Regions from separate parts of the Mus musculus genome. Here region 2 is linked to region 1. Evidence: chromatin contacts called from public Hi-C data. All regions are on one chromosome and are shown on one strand. The core of a region is the stretch at or near the end of the contact, and the rest is flanking DNA. Distances in the headings are between cores, read along the strand shown. Region 1 overlaps Pcca (propionyl-Coenzyme A carboxylase, alpha polypeptide). Region 2 overlaps Pcca (propionyl-Coenzyme A carboxylase, alpha polypeptide).

The links. A called contact is a pair of places that touch in the nucleus more often than the background predicts.
Region 2: a Hi-C map of muscle stem cells shows a contact between it and region 1, with 2.4 times the contacts expected there. The contact joins two enhancer-like sites. A contact is called at or near these places in 1 of 15 datasets of contacts at CTCF or cohesin (pro-B cells), 9 of 484 Hi-C or Micro-C datasets (the HL-1 cell line, cerebral cortex, embryonic fibroblasts and 4 more), 1 of 115 datasets of contacts at active chromatin or transcription factors (neural progenitor cells) and 2 of 9 other capture datasets (adipose tissue and embryonic stem cells).

Annotation. Positions count from the first base shown.
Region 1 is chr14:122,752,865-122,758,043 of GRCm38.p6, forward strand. All of the region lies in intron 19 of Pcca (propionyl-Coenzyme A carboxylase, alpha polypeptide), which reads left to right. It overlaps Gm46489 (a long non-coding RNA gene), which reads left to right. Exons shown (of 2, transcript XR_001781478.1): 2 at 1-217. Among named protein-coding and RNA genes, the nearest start is that of Gm46489, 6.4 kb to the left of the region's middle. Within about 2 kb of position 2,912, at least 18 of the 459 cell types and tissues checked have an H3K27ac peak or open chromatin away from gene starts, as enhancers often do. A contact at or near this core is called in muscle stem cells, where this site is marked.
Region 2 is chr14:122,881,465-122,886,643 of GRCm38.p6, forward strand. The region is part of intron 22 of Pcca (propionyl-Coenzyme A carboxylase, alpha polypeptide); the gene reads left to right. Among named protein-coding and RNA genes, the nearest start is that of Gm46488, 27 kb to the right of the region's middle. Within about 2 kb of position 2,482, at least 65 of the 459 cell types and tissues checked have an H3K27ac peak or open chromatin away from gene starts, as enhancers often do. A contact at or near this core is called in muscle stem cells, where this site is marked.

The sequences.
Region 1 (5,179 bases), core at 1,662-4,161:
GTGTTAATCTAAAGGGTTTAAATGTGTATTTATGTGTTGTGAGCACATGTCTCTCATGGGACCCCTTGAGGGAGTTGGTCCTCTTCTTCCTACCTAGGAGGTCCTAGGGATTGAGCTCAGATCATCAGGTGTGGAATTAAGGATCTTTACTTGTTAAACTATCTCAGTGGCCTTGATGTTTTATGGTATTGGATTTTGTTTTTTAGAAAAAAAAAAACTAAAAGTTTTTGTCTTCCATAAAGAATGTGATTTCGGGGTTTGGAGTGCTTGCTGTGCAAAGCTGATAAACCTGAGTTTAATCTCTTATGCTATGGTGGGAAGAGGGAACTGATGCCTGAAAATTGCTTTGACTTCCACATGTGTATCCAGTACATGTGCACCCACACTCACACGATAATAATAAATAACAATTTAAAAAAGAACAGGATTTCCATTTTTTAAAAGTCAAATCTGGAGAATATTATATTCAAGCTAATTAGTTTTGATTGTACAAGTGGAAAAAAGTAACCAGCAAAGAAAATGCAGATTAATACTATATTTAGACATCAGAGCACCTGGAAAGTTACCAAAAAATTAATTGACAGAATTGGTCCCATGTGTAAAGACTTCATGTGAGAAGGAGAAAACCGCGTTCTTGTGACAGCTGGCTCATCTGAGTAAATCACCTGCTTATCTAGAGTTTTTTTCTGCAGCCCATTGTAGTAGAGAAAATGTATCTTTTTCTTCTACCCTTCTAAGCCTCAGCTGGGCCCCTGTAACAAAAGGCAAGTTAACAAGGGGGAAAACACATACATTTATATAAAAGCACTTGAGCCTGACACAGAAGATTTCATAATGAAGTGAAGAGACAAAGAAAAGTTCTAGACTGACTTTAAGTCATGAGGCATGGGGACTGCAAGAGGATGAGCTGTTTAAACTAAGGGTGGTAGATGGGGGCAGTAAGCAGCGCTTCCAACAGAAGGATGCTCTTGCCTCTCTGCAGTGAGGAAACTCTCTCCCGACTTGCTTCAGGGAAGGTCAGAGAGTCTTTCCGGCACCTGTGATTTCTCTAATTCCTAAAGCTTAAAATATTCCATATGCCAAGGTGCATATTTTGGTGTAGCTTATGTCTACCCCTTTGGCTATAGAGCGAGCTTCCCAAACTTCTAGAAGCTGTTACAGCTGCTTGTGCTTATGTATGTATTGTGTATTTGGTTAATTTAGTTACAAAATGTATTTAACAACATTGATAATCAGGACATTTAAAACCTGCAATCCATACATGCTGGATTGGTACATCAGGCTTATAACTTTGACTTTAGGAGGCCGCTGTGAACTTTGTTTCATTCAGCTACTTTAATTTTCACACTTCACTTTTTAGTGAAGTTTTTCAAAGGTTTTACTGCTTTGCTATGCTGGAGCCCACGTCTTGTGCTAAGCAGGCACTCTCCCCTGCAACTGGACCTTCATCCTCTTTGTGTTTCTTATGCCAGACTGTACCTGGCTGGCACTCGTGGGAATCGAATGCACAAGTTGATTGCAAGCTGTACTTTTTGAGTGCTGGTGTGTTCCCTTTTTGTATAATAGGGTAACTTCTCTTACCAAGTGTGAAGTATTTGGTGTATATTGCAGACAGTGTTGAAGTAATGACATCAGCAAACCATCTGCCCTACTCTTTGCTATGCTTCGCCTTTCTCTCTGTGCTAGAGGTGTGTGCTTGTGTGTAGGCTTTCATCCTGTACTGGAAAGTTCCCTTTGAGTTGGCTTTAATTTATTCATATGTCATGGGATGCCTCAAATTTGGAGAGTAGGGGAAAGTGGCAAAGAAATTTTTAGTTGTGTTAGAAACCAAGCTTTATTTGAAACTAAGCTGTGCCTCCCTGAATCCACTTTTGAAGAAAAGCACCACAGGATGTATGCAGACCTGACCAGAATCTAGCTTCTATAGGCCAGTTCTTCACTTGAAAGAGCACACAAGGGCAGGAAGGTGGCCCAGTGATGTGCTCATGATGACTGAGTGAGTGCAATCCCAGAAACCAGGCTCTCTTGCTGGTGAAGCCTTGCCAGTCATCTGTCTACTCGTCTGTCTACTCATCTGTCCATTCAACTGTCCACCCACCCATTTCTCCTTTCCCTGTTGTGCTAGAGTTTGAATTCAGCTTCTGGCATGTATTAGGCGAGTTCTTGGCCTCTGAGCCCGACAGCTGACTTTTAGCTGCTGTATGGATGGCATTGGTTTATCTCTCTATCTACACCTTATGTGGGAGGGTGGGTTGGAATTTTTTTCTACTTTGTGGCCTTGTCCATCTACTGTTGGTCTTTATGTAAAAATGTGATTGCCCCATCTGACCACATGTGCCTGCCACGACGAGTGATGAGGTTAGGAGAAGCCTCAGGGGCAAAATATTAAGAGTACTTAAATCTTTTGGGACAATGTTCTAAATTCTCACCACAAGTTTCTCTTACTACTTCATAGCCTGAGTAAAGGCTGTTAAGTAGAATATTTTTGTTAAAGATGATTTTGAAGTTCTTATCTCCTTCTGCTGGCTTTCATCAACTACCAGAGTCTTTACATCAAAATCCTGGTTTGGTGGTTCAGAAAAAAGTTAAATATGCTATCATGTCAGTTCTTGAGGTTTTAGCCACACACTATCAAGTGTGTACAGCACTTTAAATGCTGGCTTCCCATCTTCCTCCAGAGGCCTTCCAGAAGCGTTGTTAAGTGGGCCCGGGGGCTAGCACGGGATTCCCAGTGGTGATGAGTGGGAATGTCTTGCCCTCGCTGATTCAGTGATGAGGTAGTTTTGAATCTTGGCATGACTCTTTCAGCTCTTGGAATTCCATAAAAACAACATCATCGTCATGGAGCCTCAATGTGCAGCAGCTGCACTGAGTGTTTTGATGTCTTCGCAGAAGGCGGACAAGGGCTTCTCTTTGAAATGTGTGAGGCGACTTGAGATGCCGCTGCGCACATGGAGTTAATTAGTCCTTCCTGGGACTGGATGTCCGCTTGTTGCAGCTGAATTCTCATTCCACTCACCCATAACTAGAAACACCTCGCTTCAAACGGGTTTCTTCAAAGAAAGAGGGGTTTCGGGTTCTATGTTTTACAGCTTTTTGATGTTGGTTTCCCTTTAACTGAGAGGACCTCATGTTTATACAACTGTTATTATTAAGCAAACATAGCTGGCCCCACCAAGGCTCCTTTTGTACCAGGCTGGTTAGGCTGGCCATCCGAGATGAGATGTGTGGAATAGATCTTGCTTCTCAGACCCCCACAGCAGCTGTGCCTTTCCAGATTTTGCTTGTGAGTGAACTGAAAAGATGGCACTAACCTGTGCATAAGGCCTGTGTGAGTGCCCATATGAGGTTACACCCAGAACCTGGAAATGGGACCAGTGTTAATCACAAAACAAAGCCAATTTTGTTACAGTGCAGGTGATGCTTGCTCTGGCTTATTTTACCCATGCTACAGGTCATGGCATTTTCCTCAGTAAACATCTTAAAAAAGAGATGCTCTTCACAGTACATTATGACTTTAAAGTGTGCTGAGCTAGTACTTTTGAAATTAGCTGCAAACTGTCACATTTCAATAGAATAGCTCGCTCCTTGCACTTACCCCCAATAATGTTTTCTTCTCTCTTCTGTGTACTTCCCCCACCTTAGCATCTTTTCTCCGTCCACATCCCAGTTACATCTCTGAGGGCTGTGACATTCTCTAGGACTGTACTCGTACATTCACTCTGCTCTGATGGGAAAGCTCGGGGGCCTCAGAGGCTTTCCATCCAGGAGCGCGTGGTTTGCATTTCAGATCTTCTTGGTGCTAACATCCAAGAAGCTTTTTTATAAAAAAGCTCAAAAGTTACCTTTATGTTGCATATTACCTTGGCCTTTAAGGAAATATAAAATCAGCTTTGGCTGTTGAAGTTTACTAGTGTTCCAGTGCCACAGGTCACAGACCATTCTTGGGTCTTGTTTCCATCCAAGAATCTGTGGTCTCAGGCAACCTGAGGTTCCTGCCTTGGATCTCAGCCATAACTGATCTTTCCCATCTCCCCACCAGCTGCCATGCTGCATAATTGTGGCAGTTTATTTGACTCAATGATCAGAAATACCTGTCAGTTAAAACAGTCAAGGAAAGCTTAAACTAAAAGAGTATGTTGAACGATGACACCATCTAGGGCTATAATGGATGGAGCCAGGCCATAAGTTGGTCATTGAGCTTTCTATTCTTGATCACTTGTTTTATGAATTGTGGCTGTTGGGTGGAACTCCTAGTGTTAGGAGAATGATAGACGTGACACAGAAATATTTTATTACATTTATATAAATGTACTCACTTTGAAAAATCACAGGTATGGTGTCCTTTTAATGTTTTTGCCTTTACAACAGTAGTACATGGTTCCGTAATTTTCTTTATTTGTTGGCAATGCTCTAAAAATCTTGGGAGAAATGCAAAATATCAAGAGTCAGAATGTTAGTGAGCTGTCTTTTATGTCAATTTGCAAGACAGCTTGTTAGGGAACTATTTCTATCTGGTGAAGTTAATATGCAGTACATCACAGTGGTCACGTTTTTTATTATGCAAACAGAGCAGACTTGTTGACATCCCACAAGTCAAATATAAGGACATAGGCCATCATATTCCATCCTCCATTTTTTTTTCCAACTTAGTAACTGCTGATCGGAGCTAGGTTAATTTTTTCTAACCAAGTTCAGCGTGGGGCCAGGTAAGGGATGGCAGAGAAACAAGTTTATACTGTTTTGAAAACAACACTCTTTGAAGATAGTGAAACTTCCTCTGTTTCTGACAATTATGTGACTGTAAGAGGAGGCCATTTAATTCCCCTGAGCTACAGCCACATTAGTGTATTAGTGTATTATGCAATGGTAGACAGGAAGACAAAAAGGGGCACGAGACAGAGACGAACTTAGATTTAAAGCCTGAGCCAGGATGGGTGGGCTGTGGAAGCCAACAGGGTCAAGGTATTTCCTGGTTTTCCTCATCTATAAAATTGAGATAATATCTTCTAGGGTTTTTGTAAAACTCAAATGAGGTAAGGTATGTAAAGACCCCAATAGAGTGGTGTGTGTGTGTGTGTGTGTGTGTGTGTGTGTGTGTGGTAGGAATTTAACACTGTTCCTGTTTCACCTTACCTATGTAAATTACACATACTAGTTTGTTTTTTTACATAATCCA
Region 2 (5,179 bases), core at 1,232-3,731, 130 kb after region 1:
CCTTTTGTGTTTTGACTTTATATGTATGTGTCTACATATACATTTATATATGCTGAAAGAGAAATCATCATATGTCACTGCGTCCTTCAAAACAGCCTACTGAGTGCACAAGGTAGCCTGTCAGATTGACCTCTTAGGACTGGAAAACACTGAAGTTTCAACTTTTTCCCTTTGTAACTATAAGCGTAGGCTGTCAGTGTGAGCTAAGTTAGAGGGCAGTAGGGAGTCATGTTTTTCTTCATTTTAAGGAATTTTTACAAAACCTGGACTTCATTTACATTGGCTACAATCTGGATTCCTTTCTGAGCACCCTCAACTCCCACAGCACAATTCTAGGGGGTCTGAGGGCAGAGCCGAGGGCAACACCATAGAGATACCACAGGCTTGAATCTCAGAGCCCCCAGGCATGCTAAACATGTGGTCTCTTCTCTCCGTCACCCTTCAGATTGAGTGTGCTGGGCCAGACAGAGTACCTCCAGATGAGGGGTCAGCCATTCTGTCCACTGCCTGTCCTCTTTGTAATTTGATGTCAGTCCCATCCTTGCTCAGATAGGGCAATCTCCTGGGGTCCCATCTCCCTGTGGGTTTTCCATGAGACACATTCTTTCTCCAAGAAAGATCAGGGCATATTTAGCAGCCTGTGTTAGTACCTCAGGAAAAGGAAGTAGGAATAATCAGATTCCTTTTAGCAAATGGAGGCCGCCTCCTTCAGATCTCAGAGACTTAAAACGTGTTAGATAACTATGTTCTAAGAGACAAACCTTTCGATATGAAATGGAGCGATTTTTACTTGGGTACAGTCAGGAGGGTTGATGTGGATCCCTAGTTTTCAGGGGACCAGTACAGCAGAAGGGGAGACTGCAGTGGGCCCATAAGCCCTCCGAGCCTTCTGTCTCACTTGGCAGGAAAACACAGAATACAGAACAACAAAAGAAGGCTCCTTTTCCATAAAGGTTCACCCCTCCCCTCCTCCATGCCTCTTCCCCAAAAGGGGCCTGAATTTTTCAGCTGTGCACCGATTTGGTGCTCACTCTTGCAGGGAAACAGTTGCTGTCTGAACAGGCAGGAAACAGTTTTCTTTTAATTGCCGGAATCATTCGGAAGTGCTTCGTGCCCTGCTTCTATACAGCAGATGCTGTGCATTAATTGGCCTGCGTAGAAGTGACCCGGGGTTCCTTGCAGCGGGCCCAATTTTAGGCAGAGGGTTTAAATAGCTTATTTATTATTTTGTATAATCTGCCGTGCATTATGTGCTCCTGCATGTGTTGTGTTTCATGGTCTGCAGTTTCTAATGTCATGTGGGTTTCTAAGCCGGTGTTTCTCTGGTAATGTACTAGCAGCAGGTAAGCTCAAAATACCATCCATCAGGAGCTAATTTTTTATCCAGATACTCCAATGACTGATGAACCTGTCTTTTGTATGAATGTTTAGCACAGTAGAAAGCCATATGCCACTGGCACAGTTTCCTCTACATTCTTTACAGTTGCTAGAGTAGGCTTCTAGGGGGAGGGGGAGCACAAACTCGACGCCATTTGCATCCTCTGGCCTGTATTTTAAGCAGTAGCACCCTTCACACAGCCCTGGGTTTGGATGACAAAAGAGGGTATGCACCGATGTAAAGGAAACCCTACTCCCAGAATGATTCTCTCCATCAGAAATATGACTGTGCACTCTTAATAGGAATCCTTGTTTTGTTCCTCCCCGTCTGTTGCAGACAGACCTCAGCCCATTAGAAGGGCCTCCCTTGTGTGGGAAGACCACAGCTGTTACTGTAAAGCTCATCCAGTCACTGTATCACCCCCATTTTGTGGCTCTGAAGGATGAAATTGAGAAATGGAGCACTGTGCAGTCATCCTTTACGTCTTCAATTTTAGGCCTTCGCCATCATTTTCATGCTTTTATTCCAAATCAAATAACATTAGTGGGCGACAGCACCTTCTGATGAATGTCTCGTCTCAAGCATGGCTTTCGAAGCTCCACTTTGAGGGTCTTGCTTTTATGTCTGGCAGAGACCCCCCCCTCCTTCTCTTCCCCCACCCTACACTTTTCTTTGAGCTTTCTTAGGGGCAATGGCAGTTTGCAGTTTGAGCGATACACAGTGCCATGCGGGTCCCAGTCAGAGCATGTTTTCTGAGAGGGGCATGTGCTGGAGAATGTTCTGTATCTTTTAATCTTTGTGGAAGGAGTGAAGGGGCCTTGGTAGAAGGAGATTGGGGGCTTTAATCAGAACCAAGATGTGGCTTAAATCATTAGCACAACAAAGCATACTATAAGCTTCAAGATAAAAGTCCCCTGGGAAAGGAGTCCTCTGAAAATAAATGGAACTTGATAGATTTCCATATCATTTATAACTTCCCTTAATTACACTTGGAAGACTTGCCAGTAAAACTGGAAAATTGGCAGCCTCTCTCCATTAGAGTCATTTTGCCGACCATGGCAAGCAGCTGGCTTCGCTGGGTTTCATTTCCCATCACTCACAATTAGTCATCAGCTGGAGATGTCTGAAACTCCTCAGCACAGAGCGATGCTGGGTGACATTCAGGCCCGTAAACATGTGAAAATCTGCTGAGTAAATGGGCCGAGTTCTCTCACAAGCTTACTCGTTTGGGGCAAGCCTAGCTCCCACTTAATGAGGGCTGCTCTAATAATCTGATTCGAATGTGAACCTTGACCCTGTGTCAGAGAAGAGGATGCAATAAGCCGGATGAAAAGACATAGGATTCAGGTCTCCAAACTTTGCACCAATTAGACAGCAGAGAAGCACATCAGGCCGACTGCGTTTATCAGACAGACTTGTAAGGCTTGTGACCATTTAGTAAGCCCAATTCTGGATACATCCTGTCACAATCAGTGAGTCTTTATCCAATGATTCACAAATGTTAGAGAAGTCTGTGTGCAGCCATGCTACAGGGCTGGCTCTGCCATGGGCACTGGGATAGGGCAGCTGCTCTCAGGCTTCCTGGGCCTGCCAGCAGTCCAGAAGTTGCTGTAGTGGGTGAGTGCTACATGTTCTGCAGGTGCAGACACCACAGGCAGGAAAGCTCCAGCAGACAGGAGCTAAGCCCCCAAATGCCTCTTAGTGGGAACTAGAGCCTGCCCAGAGATTAAAAAACAAAAACAAAACAAAACAAAACAAAAACCATAAGCTTGTACTGCATTGATTTCCAAGAGATGAACTATGTCAAAATTAGACCAAGCCTTTCTGCATACCTCTTTCTTATTTGGTTTTGTATGCATGTGTGTAGCATGATCCACTTGGAGCAAACATATCACTGCTTTGTAAGGTACAAAGGAAAATTTTTGTTGTAGTTGCCTCAAGAAAATTTCCTCTAAACATGGTTGGAAGGAGAGAGAGCAAGCTAGAGGGGGAAGTCATGGGTTTCTGCTCATAGTTAAATGATGGAAGGAGACTAGAAGGCGGTGAGGGGAGCTAGGAAGTACATGAGGAGTGAGGGGGAAAGGCAGATGGAGGGCCCAGGTTTAATCCTATGAGTTGTTACGGGCTGAGTCAGGCAAAAGACAGACTCCCTTCCCATCAGGAGAAGCTTGCTTTTCATCAAATTACCAGCTTTGCAATCAGAAGTGGGGGGAGAGGCTATGTCAGCTTTGAGAGTCTTGTTTCGGATTGGATTAATAATTTGGGACCCAGTGTTTGCACTCACTGTTACAAGCATCCAGAACCATCCAGGGAGGATGGTCATGGTGGCAAGGTACCCTAAATTGGCTCACGTTTTTCTGCCCTCAGGCTCTAGTAGGGCCTAGGAGGTAGTGGCCTGTTGAAGCTGTCCCTTAGTGTTCACCATGGGTAGTGTTGGCCCCTAGGCACCACTGGAAACCACTAAGCTTCTAACAGAGGATTGTAAGGACACTTGTATGTGTGTATGTTGAGGAAGGGTTAGGGGGCTCCTCAGACTGCCCAGTAGGTCTTAAGCCGTGTGATAAGAGATGAGCAACGACAGGAGACACAGCTGCTGACAGAGGGCAGTGAGCCCATCCACAAGGAAGCTGATGGCCTGAGGTGAGGGGAACTCAGAGCCAACCCCAACTCTCAAGTATCCAAAGGGAGGCGGGCTAGGTGGGTGTGTAGAAGGCTACCACATAAATACCCATTATGAGGACGTGTCCATCTGACAGGAAATAGTGACCAGGGTCCAGAGGTAGACATTTGATTCCTAATTTTCAAGGTGTCCTAAGGAGCCACCTGTGGTGTTGCCTGCAGGTCAGGGTCAGGGACATTTTAGCTTGGCTGCTGAATAAGCTCTGAATAACACCTGCCCTTCTCCTGGCATTTGAAGAGAAAGAAGTGGCTCTAATATGATGGCATGAAGGAATAACAGTTCTGACACCTCCGGCCAAGGCATGTGCATCATCTTGGCACTGCTCTTTCCTGTCCCACAGTTTGAAGAACAGTCCTTTTGAGGTGTCTCTTCTCTGTGCCTTTACTGCAGATGCCAGGTGAAATGAGTCAAGAGCGGCCGTGAGCACTGAGCTCCAAGCCTGCTTGTCAGCAGTGCCTCTCCTCCGTGCCAGAACCAGAAGCCTTGGCATCTCCTCTCTTCCTATATTCCCGTGCCAGGAAAACACAGCCCACCACCTGAACAGCAGAGGAAAGAATGCACAGGGCTGCAGTACTCACACTGCCAGCAAGACAGCTTGTGCCACACAGGGAGCCGGGAGGGGACTTGGAGATCATTTGGGGATGGCAGGAAAGAACATTCTCCAGGCCCTTCTGTGGCATTGGCCAGCACAGCCACAGTAATGCGACTGTCCAGGAGCCCCGGCCACCATACCAGCAGTGCCCCATGGAGCCATCAGCCTACCACTTCATAGAGTAAGAGACCTTTTCCCACAAAACAGAGAAAGAAATCCTGGCCCAGCTCCTTGGTGCTTAACCCTTGAGGCCAGAGAAAGAAAAAGTAGTGTGGCTTTTAGTCCCAGGATGACTCCAGGGTGGAAGTTCCAGATTAACCCTGTGGGTATGTACCTGCTCAGCCTGGATCTCTCCCACAGCCAGAGGCAAGGCAAGCATCAGAACATAGGCTTGAGCAGGTACCTGTGGAACACTCAGGCCTTCTGTAAGGACTGGGTATGGCTGGAGAAGCCATTCCTGTGTAGGAAGTTACTCTCAGAAGTCACTTTCCCAGTTAGCACTTTCAGGTCTTACAGATTTGGCTCTGAT